Regions from separate parts of the Mus musculus genome. Here region 1 is linked to region 2. A link is a contact called in public promoter capture Hi-C data. All regions are on one chromosome and are shown on one strand. Each heading gives the region's core, a stretch centred on a gene start, on an enhancer-like site or on the middle of the called end of the contact. The rest is flanking DNA. Distances are from core to core; before and after follow the strand shown. Region 1 holds the start of Rmnd5a (required for meiotic nuclear division 5 homolog A). Region 2 has its middle 6.0 kb from the start of Fabp1.

Region 1 (7,193 bases), core at 282-2,781, 250 kb after region 2:
CATCAACATGTTTTGCATATATTTATACAGCGTTCCAAAGTGACAGCTGTGTCAGAAGTTGTCAGACTCCTTTACCAGGGAGGAGCAGTCACCCACAACTGAAGTGTTTGGGAAATAAAGGTGTAGAGGAAAGGAGAGGAGAGGCAGGGCTAACACTGCCTTAATCTCACCTGCTACATCCTCATTTCTCCCTGACTAATAAATATCCCTTTAATTTCTGTTCAGCCCACAAAACTGACAAGGGCCCGGACTCTTGAGTAAATCCATAATATTACAAGTCCTTTATCTCTCATTCAGAAAGAGTCAGCATTGTGGCTCCAAGGTACCAGACCTTTAGTGTTATTTTTAAAACACAAAACTCTTTCTCAGAGTTAGCCTTGGCATCTGTGGTACAAGACGTAGGGCCACTGATGAAATAACGTAGGCAAAACACCTTCTACGGAAAAGCTGTTTTCTGAAAGGATTATTAACAAGTACAAACTGGACTAGGTAAGTAACTAGCAACTCGACATCTGCCCGGTCGGACTGTACAGAGGCTACAGCAGGGACGCTGAATGGTTTAAATCGGCCGGCTTCCTAGGAAGAGTTTAGAAGAACTGCCTGCCCACATCAGTCCAACTCTGAAGTTGCAGCAGCCGATGATGTAGAAACCAACCCACAGCTAAGAACGTTAAACTAAGAACCATCAGGGAGAAAAGTCTGCGAGGCCGAAAACTAGACAAAGTCCTGCGCAGACCCTCGTTATCACTCGCACACCTGCGGCCCGCAGGACCCCGCAAGACCCCCAGCCCCGCCCCAGGCCACCGCGTTTCCGGGCGGGTCGCCGCGGCCTGGGGACCAGCAGACGCAGCGCAGGGCCCCGACCCCCGCGCGCCCACGCGCCCGCCCTCACCGTGGCTCTGCAGGATCTCGTGCTTGAGGCCGCCGGTGTAGTCGATGAGCTCCTCCAGGCCCCGCTCGCACAGCTGCCCGTAGCCCGAGAACTTGTGCAGCACCTTCTCCAGCTCGCGCTCCACCGTCACGCACTGATCCATGCCGGAGACCGCGGCGCTCGGCTCCCCGGCGCCCGGGGGTCCGCAGTGGTTCGGCCCGGGCCCCACCGAGGCCGCGTCCTGCTCCTCCTCCCCCAAGGCGGCGAGCGGGCGGCGCGGGAGGCGAAGGCAAGACGGGCGCGCTAGCCGCGGCGCCGGGGGAGCCCCGCGCAGCCTGTGCCCTCCCGCCCCATGGCGCCCCGGCCCCGCCGCTCGCGCTCGCTCGCCCGCCCTACCCGGCGCCGCGTCTCGCCCCGGGCCCCCCTGGCTCGCCGCGTTCGGCCGCCCCTCGGCGGCGCCGCCGATTGTTTTTGTTTTCACGGGAACCGGCCGATGACCTGGTTCTCCCGGGCGGCACCAATAGCCGCGGCCCGGGAGGGGGTCGAGCCTCCCTCACGAGCGGAGGAGGCGGCGCGGGCCGTACCAATCGCGGACTCGGCGAGGGGTCAGGGGGAAGCAGCGGGCGAGCACGGGCGGAGGGCGCGCGGGCGTTCTGAAGGTGTGGGCCGTACCACGCGGGAGGCCGTGAGGGAGCGCGGCGAGGGCGGGGCGAGGGCGGGGCGAGCGACGCAATTGGCCCGCGCAGCTGAACAGGGAACTTTAGCGATAGCGTCAACTACGCGGCCGGTAAACAAGAGGGTGGAAACCGTCCCCGGATGCTCCGCCCAGAAGCAGAAGAGTGACCAATCGACGCGGGGGTTAGGAGCGAGACAAACATCCTCCAATCCTGGGCCGAGGCGTAAAACTTCAGCCAATCCAGACTGAGGAGCCAAACCAATGCGCTCGCTGTTGGAGGGGGGTTGGCTTGAAGAGCGGAGCTTGGCGCTTCTACTGGGAAGCCGCGAGGGGAAACATGACAGCAATTAACGGGGCTGTTTTCTCCAGGATTTCGCCCTGATTGCAATTTGTGTTTTCTCCGCATGGAATTTTGGCCGGAGTTTCGACTGAGAGGCCCACCTCCGGGGCCAAAGGATGTCTGTCTGGCCGCCTAGTGGCGGAGGGCCCGGGCGGGGTCACTAACCCGATGGAAGGTGGTAGCTCTTAGAGGGATGGCCCGCGCCCAGCGTTGGCTCGTTCTTGACGCCCCTCGGCCTGCAAGTGGCCTTCCCTGTCGCCTTGTCCACGTGCTGGGCATCTTGGCGGCGGTCACGAACACGCGTGGGCGAGCTGAGCAACCTGGCCCTTGCTCCTTGCCCTTACCTTGGCGTAGGGCTTTTGCCCTGGTTTACCACGGGGTTCTGGCCTTGGCCTGTGCCCTCTTGCTCACCAGGCTTCTACCCTACTAGCTTTTCGTCAAGTCCCTGCCTCACAGCCTGGGCCTGGGAGAGTCCGCCTTCCTGGGCCTGCAGTTGCCAGCTTGCTTGCCTGCTCATAGCATTCCTACTTCCACCATGGTTGTATCACCTCTGCCTCCCCGAATTTTCTCCATCAATTCATTGTATCTCTTACAGCACAATTTTTTTTTTCTCTCACACATCACTTGTCAAAGTCTAAAATAATAATTGTTTGGAGTTTTGCTTGTTTTGGTTGCACCACTTAAGTAATACTATGAAGGGTAACCCCTTTTGTTGTGGCCTGTTTGTTTCTAGAACACAGCCAGCACCCTGGTGGACAGTCTTTCTTTTCCTTTAATTCAGGTGGTAACCTTTTTAAAGTTCAATTTCCGTTTTTATAATGTGGCAGCTAGTGGGCGGGTGGTTATATATGATGGCCTTTAGTGGTCCTGGATATTTGGAAGTTCAGCTGATGGTATTTCAGGGCTCCTTTCTGTCCCTCATCACGCCATTTGCTTTTAGTCCTCTTTCTTGGCAGATGGCCCTGATTCCTACTTCTCGAAAATAAAAAACCTTTTAGCTCCATCAATCTTGCCATTCTCCTCAAAAGGTTTTCTAGCTACCATCCATTTTGTGAAAATACTCAGGCATCCAAAAGAAGAAAGGGCCCTCTTCCTTTGTAAAACAAGCCCGAGGGTGCCTGGCATCATCTTACTGCTGTCTAGAGCGTCCTTGCCTGGCTGTACTTTAGTTCTTCCTGCTTGGGGATGGAGTGGACCTGACTTAGCAACCTTCACTTGACCCCTCTGAAGCTGTTTCCTTCTTTAGCTGCCACACTGCACAGACAAACCTTGTTCTTCCCCTTGAACCAAGGATCTCCTTGATAGTTTCAGTCACACCCACACTCTCTCTCTCTCTCTCTCTCTCTCTCTCTCTCTCTCTCTCTCTCTCTCTCTTCTTCCCCTTTTTTTTCCTAGAAGTTGTTTGAATAACTAAATAAATGAGATAATCCATGTAAGACCTTCAACATAATGCCTGGCGCATGTAAGAGCTATTCTTTTTCTTTTTCTTTCTTTTTTTTTTTTTTTTTTTTTCGAGACAGGGTTTCTCTGTGTAGCCCTGGCTGTCCTGGAACTCACTCTGTAGACCAGGCTGGCCTCGAACTCAGAAATCCGACTGCCTCTGCCTCCCAAGTGCTGGGATTAAAGGTGTGCGCCACCACGCCCGGCTGTAAGAGCTATTCTTAGCTACCAATCAGAAGTAATGACTCTTCACTAACTGCAGTTTCAAATCCAGTGAGCTGCATGATGCCCAGTGTGACCTGTCACAGCCCCATCCTACTACCCAGCACTGTTACTCTCAGTGTGAGCCGAGCACGGCTCATTCATGCCAAGCCCCATGCTGATTACTTATCATAAGCTTTCAGATTTTTCTCTTCCAGCAACAGGACAAATTCTATCTATTGATAACACCTGAGTCTGCACAGATACACAAAGTACCAATCCCAGGTAGCTACTTAAAATTCATGTGAAATCAAAAATTCAGTTCCTTAAGTGTACTAACCACATTTCAGATTCTCAGTAAGCTACGGTGACTAATCAGGATATCTCCCTCCATGGTGAGAGGTCTAATAGTGCTGATTGAGACCATGACCACAGTAAAATTACTAGGACTTCATGCAACATGGACATGCCCCATAGTTTAGTATCTAGTTGACTACACCTTGTGTGTTGGCCTGGCTAATCTATTGTCAACTTGGCAATATTAGTTATTTACAAAAAGGAACCTCAACTGAGAAAAACTCTGTCTGTCAGGCCACCTGTAAGCAAGGCTAATAACTATTCTCTGGAAAGACCAGCTCACAGAGAGTGTGTGTCACCTCTAGACAGGTGATTCTAGGTTGTCTAAGAAAGTAAGCTGAGCAAGTCAATAAGCAACACTCCTCAATGGCCTCTGCTTCAGATCCTGCCTCACGTTCCTGTCTTGATTCCTGTCCTGACTTCCCGATGGAGTGTTATAATCAGAAATAAACCCTTTTCTCTCACGTTGCTTTTGTTTGTGGTGCTTTATCACAGCAATGAAAACCCTCACTGAGACATTCACTTAACTACATTGGTAGTTCCTAGATCAGAGCTGACTTCTTTTCCTTCTCTTTGACTTAAACAGAAAAGGTGCTCTCAAGTGTACGTTGAAGGAAAGCAGGAAGTTAGGTGAGAAGCTTCAGAGATACACTAGTGCTTGGAAAATCAGAGACTTTTCTGTCCCCTTTTGGGATGGGTCTTCTCACACAGTCCATAACTGTGTTAATCCCAAATGCTGGGTTCTCAAAGAAGGATCGTTAGAAGCAAGAAGTATTGGAGGGACTGGAGAGATGGTCTGGGGGGTAAAAATCCTTGCTACTCCTCAGGAGGACTTGGTTTTAGTTCAAAGCCAGCAATCTGTAACTTCAGTTCCAGGGGATCTGATCCCCTCTCAAGGCACTGAACTTAGATGGCTGAGTGTAAAGACTTAAAAAATTAAGTAAGATGAAACTTTAAAAAAGGATAGGTTTGAGTGTGAAACGTTCCCTGTGGGCTCGTGTATGATCACCTGATCCCTATCTGGTCTCAGTAGTTGGGAATTCAGATTTTTCTCTTCCAATAACAGGACAAATTGTATTTATTGGTAACACCTGCGCCTGCACAGATATACAAAGTATATGTAGCTACTTAAATTAAATTAAAATTTCTGGAAACTGTAGGATGGGTAGCTTCATTGGAAGAAGTAGGTCGTGTGGGTGAATCTTGGAAAGTTACTGCTGGTTCCCAGTCCCTCCCTTGATCTCGGATTTTCGCCTACTGTGAAGTGAAGATCCTTCTCCATGCCAGGCTTCTGCCACAGCTGTGTTCTTCCTGGGTTCACGAATCTGGATGGACTCCTCTCAAACCATCAGCAGGGTAAACCTCTTCCCCTTTTAAGTTGTTTCTGTAAGCAGTTTGTCACAGCGATGAACAGATATGGGAGGGTCACTCAGTCTCCAGACCAGCCACAAATAATATCTCTATGATTTTTGCATTTTTTAGAACCACAACGAGAAATTTATACACACAAGGAAAGTCCTGTGTGGTGTTGAATGGACTCCTTGCGACTGTGTTCTGTTCAGCGCAGAGAACCTTTTCTTTGCAGTTAGTTATTCCGGAATCTGCTCTGGTCCTCCCCTCTACTCTAAATTTGACACTGTGGGATGTAAATAAACATTAACTAAAAAGTAGAGAAGAGCTCGGAGATCCTGTGCATGCCTAAGACCCCGCATTTTATCCTGAACCAGGCTAAATAAAAGAAACGGCATGTGGTGGATAATATTAACTGCCAATTTGATGAGAACTAGAATCACTAGGAGCCTCTAAGAATACCTGTAAGAGAGTCTCTAGATTAGGTTATTTGATATGGGACGACATATCTGCCCCCAAGGTAAGCTGGCACTATACCATGAGCTGTGCCCCAGACTGAAAAAAGAGGAAACACTGGCTGAGCAACATAGCACTGTCTCTCTGCCTCTGGACTGTGGCTGCAATGTGACACCTCACACTTCTGCTGCCTGCCATGACTTTACTCCTACCACATAGCTGCTCCTTTCATTTTTGAGCCAAAATACACCCTTCCCTGAATTGCTTTGGTCAACACTTGGTTGCAGCAACAAGGCAATTAATTAATATGGAAGGGGAAGCTTTTTATCTTTTGATCAAAAAAACATTAATTTTAAGAAAAGTAGAAAACAAAAATCCTTGGAAACTCCAAGACCTGGGATGGGGATTTAGAAGCTCGGCTTTGGGATGGATTTCCCTAGTTATTCCTATAGGAACGCCGCCACTTGCATTTTTACCAAGGAGAGATTGCATCGCATTTACTACTCCATTTTATTGTTGAGAAAGAATCTGGAGTATCCCAAGCTGGATTCAAACCCATTATGTAGCTGAAGATGACCTTCAACTCTTGGTCTTCCTGTGTCTACAGCCCCCGTGCTAGCCCTGCTGGTATCCCAGATACATACCACCACAACAGACTCCAGATGGTACCCAGGACTTTGTGCATTCTACCAACAGAGCCACATCCCCAACTCCACTCTTTTATAAACAGTTCAGTAACAACAACAAAAAGAAAGAAAACATTACTCTTTGTAAATAACTCCTTCGTCCTGGGGCGAAGTTTCAGGGAGTAAAGCATGGCCTATACAAGATTAAAGCCTGGAGTTTGGGAACCCACAACCCACACATCGCTGGGTGCACTAGTTGTGTCTGTAATCCTGGCACTTCTGCAGAGAGATAGGGAGGCAGAGATAGGAAAATTCTAGATGCTCGTAGGACATTAGACTGGTGTACTCAGTGGCTAACCACACAAGACCTACTGCCTCAAACCAGTTAGAAGATAAGGACTGACACCCAAGGTTGTCCCCTGAATCTACATGTGCCCTGACTTGTGCTTACCCTCACACACATAGGTGAGTACACATAGCATACACAACGTTTCAAACTAGAAATAAAATGTCCTGGTATTTTGTCAACGGGACACAAGTTAGTGTCAGATGGGAAGAGGAACCTGCAAGGCTCTATAGGGTATTTTCTATATAGGTTAATGATCGGTGCAGTAGTGCCCAGCTCACTGAAGGTGGTGCCACCTCTGGACAGGGGATTCTGCAACGTCTAAGAAAATAGCCTGAGCAAGCCATGGAAAGCAAGCCAGCAAACAGCCTTCCTGCCTCAGGTTCCTGCCCTGAGTTCTTAGCCTGACATTCTACAACAGTGGGCTGTGATGGGGAGTTTTAAGAGGAAATAAGCTCTTTCCTTCTCAAGTTGCTTCCAGTCATGACCTTGAGAATCTGAAAAGCAGAAGCAAGACTAAAAAACAAACA
Region 2 (6,770 bases), core at 1,743-4,242:
TTGCTGCTCTCTTTTGGCCTCCATGGGCACCAGACATGCATATTGTGCAAAAACATTCACACAGACAAAAAATCTATACACATAAAGTAAAATGATGATAGAAGTGCCATGGTCCAGCCACGGCACTAGACACTGAGGAAAATAGCAATAGGTGCTCTTGGTGGTTTTCCGGTTTTGCAAGGGCAAAAGTTGCTTGCTTTTGGTAATATTTACCTTTCTTAAATTTTACCTTTCTATTCTGTGGCCAAAACTTGCTGGCTTCTGGCTATTAACACCTGCTGTTTGGCAGCAGAGACTAAGGAAGGACTTTTATTACTCACTCAGGCTTTTTGTTCTTTTCTTCACAGGCCCCTTCATGATCAGGAGAGAGGCTGGGGGTTCTTAACTCTTTCTGAGCCAGAGAAAAGGGAAAAGAAAGTCACACTAGGAGAAAAAACACTCACTCTAGATGAAAAAGAAAATAGGCTTGAATCTCTCTTTACTTTCTGCTTTTAGTATATATACTAACTCTATAAAATTACCTTATACAACTAGCAGGTAAACTGTTATAACAGAATAATTGATAACATGATTTTCTAATTACTTTTACATTACAAATAAGTTCAATAAGTTTAAGACATTAATTCATGTCATAAATCAATAAGACTTAAGGAATAACAGCAGAATTGTTTACATATCTTTCCATTAAGACTAGCACCTGACTAAACGTTCATTATCTGTTATTAACCCCATAAGTTCATTATAAGCTTAAAGCAATAATTTGTATGTGACAAGTTAGCATAGTTTTGTCAAGAGACAAATCATCTGCTTTGTGTCTTACTAGTTTTGAAGTTTTGTATGGATAAACTAGTCTACATTTTATTTTTTGTCCTTGCACCTAAAATAATTGTCCCTTCCCAGTTTATTACCTTTAGTTACCAGAGAGTGGTCTCAGCTAACCTAGAAGGAATGTTTCCCATGATCATAAATTTGTTCCAAGTCTGCTTTCTTATCCTACTGCAATTAGCTCCTGTCATATAAAGGTTTAAAGAGTTCTATTTGCAGTTATTCATTCTATAGAGGGCTCAAAATTACTTGTATACATTTGGGGATTCTATAAAATCATTATTAGAAATTATGAAATCATCAATTTACCTATACAACATTACTACATAAGAGTATGTCTTCATGTTGGTCTTTGGAAAATCTGCCCAATAGGGTGGGCTATAATGCCCAGGAAATCATTAGGCTATGTAATAGTGACAGGAAAGGCATATCAGCAGTAAATGCAATCCTGGGGTGAAATCTCTGAAGGCCCTGCAATTCAGAGTTTGCCCGTCAGCCATGCAAAAGGGTGGTCCATCTCCAGAAAAGTCACTCCCATGCCTTAGTCTTTTGTAAGTGGTTTCTGCCATAAAGCATTTTTTTTTAAAAAGACATTTACCTTGTGATGGTTGGGTTGGCTCAACAGTTGGAGAAAGGCACACTTACCACACAGGCTTCACAACATGTTCAAGCCCCAGAACCTGCAGCAGGAAGACAGCATCAACTCCCCAAAATTATCCACACTCATCATATGTATACACACACACACACCACACCACACCACAGCACAAATAACAAATCATAAATTAAAATTTTAAAAAAGAAATTCACTTTAAAATAATTCTCTGTATGCATATACTTTTACCATTTGTTAAAGATAGGAGCAATTTTGCATGTAAATAAGATGAATGTGTTTGTTTATTTTTACATGAATAAATCTTGACCTAATATTTGACACTGTAGGGTATGGGTACTGTAACATGTTTCAGAGTTGATCAGAATTCTGATTCTAGAGTGGTCAATTCTGAAAATATGACTTCACATAAATACATCATACAAAATGGCAGAAGTGCATACAGGACCATTTGAGAAGTTGGAATTTCTGTCCAGCACAAAATTCACTGAATGATTTTTTTAAAAAAATAAAACTCAGCAATGGAGACAGGATTTTTAAAAAGCCAAACATCTTAACACAATATAATCAAAAGATATACTACTTTGATACCTATATGCCAAAGAATGGCATTAAAAATATTGCCTTTGCTTTCTATAATTAAACTGTGATGTTTCTATAAGAACAGAAAGCTTAGTGTGCAGAGTCAAAATACCACTGCATACACTAGCAAGATTTTGCTGAAAGGACCCTGATATAGCTCTCTCTTGTGAGGCTTTGCCAGTGCCTGGCAAATACAGAAGTGGATGCTCACAGTCATCTATTGGATGGAACACAGGGCCCCCAATGGAGCAGCTAGAGAAAGTACTCAAGGAGCTGAAGGGGTCTGCAACCCTATAGGTGGAACAACAATATGAACTAACCAGTACCCCCAGAGCTCATGTCTCTAGCTGCATATGTAGCAGAAGATGGCCTAGTAGGCCATCATTGGGAAGAGAGGCCCCTTTATATGCCCCAGTACAGGGGAACGCCAGGGCCAAGAAGTGGAAATGGGTTGGTAGGGGAGCAGGGTGGGGGGAGGGTATAGGGGACTTTCGGGATAGCATTTGAAATGTAAATGAAGAAAATATCTAATAAAAATTGAAAACAAAACAAAAACAAACAAACAAACAAAAACCAGCAAGGGTTCCAAGGATTGAACTCAGGTTGCCAGGGCTACGCAGCTATCACCTTTACTTGATGAATCTCCACAGCCATTTGCAGTTGTGGTTTGGCATCGGGTTTGACTTTTGCCCCCCTACCCCACTCCTACCCAGTTATCTCCTTCAGAAGATAGACTTCTAAAAAACAAAACAACAAAACCCTCACCATGGTCTGTTAAGACAGGTCTCACTTTAGGCCAGAACATAGTTGCCACAGGGAAATTCCATGCGGTTGCCACAGGGAAATTCAGAACTGAAACCAGGACTTTGTGCATAATAGGCAAATAACTGTCGCCGAGCAATAGCCCTAGCTGCAGGGAAGTTCTTTAAAGAACTGACTAGTTTGCCCCAAGCCTGGCTGGAGAGTGGGCGTTGAACCTTCACAGTTTTCAGATGAACTCATCCCTCACCCCAGGTTCTAGGAACTCTGAGGAAAGTAGAAGCTTCATTGAAAAGCAATGAGATCAGGCTAGGTCGTTTGGGCCATTGCCAGAGCTGGACACAGACTCAAGTGGCCAGTAGCTTGGGTCCACATGGCCTGTAAGCAGAAACCTAAGGCTCCAGCCTGTAAGAGACTCAGCAGAACCATCAGCAAACCTGAGACTGGAGACACTACCCACTAGGCCATAGTGATGGGGAAGAAGACCCACCCCACCCACCCCTGCCAAGCCAAGTGATAACTTATAACTGGGTCCTAGACCAGGGACCCTGCTTAAGAAACTGTCAAGGGCAAAAAGCCACGTGTTCTGACCCTAGAGCTTCACGCTCTCAAAGGACTCAAGAGTTTTCACCAGTCAAAGAATATTATGACCATAACAGGTAAGGAAAATGGAGCCCTGATGAGGCTCAAGGGTCATTAGTAGGCTTAAGGAAGAGCAGCGCCTTAACCCAAGCTCTTAACTTCTGTAGCCCAGGGCTGAGAACAAAAGAGACTGCATCTCTGAGCTGATCACAGTCCAAAACTGTGCCTGGGGTCTTGGAAGGTTTTGTGGTTTTGTTTGTTTTGTTTTGTTTGTTTGTTGGCGCTACGTGAACTTGTCATTGTAGTTGACCTTTGACTCTTTACCTGGTTGCTCAGTGAGTAGGTGGAATATGTCATCATGTTCACCTAATTTTTATGTAAAACTATGCACAACTGTGACTTTAATTTGCTTATTATTGTTCATTTTTACTGTGTATATGTCTCTGTAAGTTTATAATGCATGATTGCAGGTGGCCACAGAGGTAAGAAGAGGCCATCAGATCCCCTCGAACTGGAGTTGCAGGTGGTTGTGAGCCACATGGGTACTGGAAAGTGAACTCTGACCCCTGGAAGAGCAGCAAATGCTATCAACCACTGAGCTATTTCTCCAGCCCTGATTTTTTTTTTTTGAGATAATTTTTTACACTGCAGTCCAGACAGCCTCTAACTTACTATGTAGCCCAGGTATGCTTCATACTCAAGGAAATCCTCCTGCCTCTGCCTCCCAAGTGCTGGGATTACAGGTGAGAGCCACACAGTATTGCTTTTGGAAATAGCCACTAACTCTGTGGCTTGATGACTCATGCATCCCCCTCAAAATCTTGACTTAAGAACGCTATTAGTGTTGTCTACAGATGGGCATGCCTGAGGTGTGAGGTCTGGGGCAGGGGGAGAATCCTCCTCTTGCATCTCCTAGCCTGTTTTACTTGTTTCCTTCCTGTTAGGCTGGCTGTCAGTCTAAAAGTCTGCTGCAGCATCTCCATCTGCTATGCCAGGCCCTGGACCAGCCTCATGTCCCCAGAGTTGGTCCCCATTTGTAAGGCATTTCCTACATAGGGTAGACAGTGAGTGAGAGGCCAAGCAGAAGTTCCATTAGAACTTGTGTTGTAGAGTTCATGTGTCCTTCTCTTCCTCGGATTCCAGAAAAGCTACCCAAGACCCAGGCTTTCCCAGAGACCTCTGGAATTGATGTTGATTTGCTCTAGGTAGGAAGTTTCATGCCTTCCTTCCCATGCCTGCCTTAGACTCCAGAAAGCTGCAGCTTAACATCTATGACCAAGGGAAGAAGACATGTGTGAGACATGTCAGATATTGCTTTTACATGAGTATGATATCCCTTGGGCAGCTGGCTGTGGGGGGGGGGGGCATGCTATATAGAGGGCGCTGCCCACAGATCCTCCCAAAGTAAGAATTGCTGGGTGGGCTGGAGGGGCATGACTCTATCACTATTACCTTGGTGAGTATTTCATTGGTGGTAGACTGCAAAGTTCCTAGGTTTTCCCCCTCCCTCTTTTCTGCCCTCCCCTTTCCTTCATTTCTATCTTTTAGCTGCTATGATAGGCACCATGTGCCTACTAGTTACTATTCCACCATGTTGGACTAGCTCTTTAGACAGGTGGTAGATGAAAAGGACTGAATGAGGGGCAGAAGCTCCTATTGGACAGGTTAGTGACAGCATATGTGCCTGTTCTAGATACAGCCTGTCTAATACATCTGGCTGCTGAGGACAGCCTTGTACCTATAGTAGGAGTGTTTCTGTTCCAGAATGTAGAAGTCTTCAGAATCCGAATTGGTGACAGCTACTGATCCCTAAGACTGATGACCCTCTGAGGAAACAGAACTTCTCTTGGGCAGATCTGCCACCACCAACTCAAACTGTCCTCAGTTTTTAAACTCAAGGAATAAACAGACTTGTAGATAGCCAAAGCCGCTGGCTCCAGTGCTTAGCTGCTTAGGAACCACCACTCAAATTCCAACTTCATGCTGGGATGCTGCGCCTACATTCTGCAACGAGCACACAAATCCAGCCTTTTTAGGTTTGTGCAGCCATCATGGCACACCGAAACACCAAGCCCCGAGTTTCATTGACCCCACATTCCGGTGGAAGTGGCTCTCTATGACAGATATAATGAAAGGAGCTCAGGTATGGTCATAGCTGTTTCACGGGGCTCCACTCTTGCATGATCATCAGACAGGCATAGGTCACCTGTGCCTATGAGCCATATCTCCAGCCCAACAACTCCATCTTCAGAAGCCTTTGAAGGAGAAGGAAAGGGTTTAAAACAAGGATAGCATTCACTTTGAAGAAAAGAACTAGCACCAGAATCAACTCTGGCAAAGCAGGGGCTTTGCCCAGTGGAGGTATCTTAGCAGCCTGTTGCTCTAAACCCTCACTGGTTCCTCTTATTCCTGTTTGCTCACTTGTTTGTTTGAGTTTAGTGTATTGAGTAAGAGGGCAGCAGACTTGGCAGTCACTGGAGCACTGCCTACAGCCTCATAGGTCCCTCTGCTTCCCTTCCAGGCCTTTTCTGGTCTTCTGTACAAGGGAATCATTGCTTTCTCCATCTTGTTGCCCAGGATGCAGTTTCAAACAAGCTTTCACTAAGTACTTCATCCAGTCATTTACACACACACACACACACACACACACACACACACACAAGATCCCCCAACAAAATTCCAATGCAACTTCTTAACAGACTAGACTTTTAAATTCATTACTTAGGTAAATACAAAAATTCAGTGTCCCACTTAGAGATTGGTGTCTAGATCATCCCCTTCCTAGACTAAGTCACATTAAAAGATATACATTCTAGGCTCAGAGCAAGAAGGTACCTTGCGTGTTCTCATTATCCTTTGAGCCACTTTGCCTACTCTGTCCTAGTGTGCAAGCAGTTGGGTAACTACAAATGGACATAAATTCTTAACACACAAGGATGCTCAGGGACAGCCCTAATTTGATATTGAAGTGACCAAGGTAGCATCATCTTGTCCTGGCTCCATTTTGTGTTTTCTTAGATAGCTCTCGGCCCTCTTCCTCATAACAGTCACACCAGCCTTGGCAACACATATGAGATTTTCACGACCCTGACTATGGTCCAGATGTATTAAGTTTATACAAACTTAACACAAAATAAACTAAGTGAAGAAGGTATAAGTCAAAAATAATTGTAATGAAAATAATTACTAAGATAATTACTATGAACTGTCAAAAAATGAATGTTTCATGGTTACTCTGACCCTCACCTAGCTTTATATAAATTATGATTTCTGTGGGGTTTGCCTTTTAAAATACTGTCTCCCTGACCTTTAGTACCAAGAGACACTGAGAAATTAGCTCACTCTTGGTCACCAACCAAAATTAAAGAACTCATATACTCTTAGTTGACTTAGTCTGTGTGTTTGTCTG

Evidence for each region. Promoter capture Hi-C pulls out the DNA fragments that hold promoters and counts their contacts.
Region 1: a promoter capture Hi-C map of liver shows a contact between it and region 2, with 5 times the contacts expected there. The contact joins the promoter of Rmnd5a here to the enhancer-like site in region 2. A contact is called at or near these places in 8 of 39 promoter capture datasets (the 3T3-L1 cell line, cranial neural crest, embryonic stem cells and 4 more), 1 of 115 datasets of contacts at active chromatin or transcription factors (embryonic stem cells) and 1 of 9 other capture datasets (macrophages).

Annotation. Positions count from the first base shown.
Region 1 is chr6:71,439,106-71,446,298 of GRCm38.p6, forward strand. It overlaps Rmnd5a (required for meiotic nuclear division 5 homolog A), which reads right to left and starts at 1,532. Exons shown (of 9, transcript NM_024288.2): 1 at 893-1,532. The coding sequence starts at 1,034.
Region 2 is chr6:71,190,494-71,197,263 of GRCm38.p6, forward strand. No RefSeq gene overlaps it. Among named protein-coding and RNA genes, the nearest start is that of Fabp1, 6.0 kb to the right of the region's middle. Within about 2 kb of position 2,993, at least 12 of the 459 cell types and tissues checked have an H3K27ac peak or open chromatin away from gene starts, as enhancers often do. A contact at or near this core is called in liver, where this site is marked.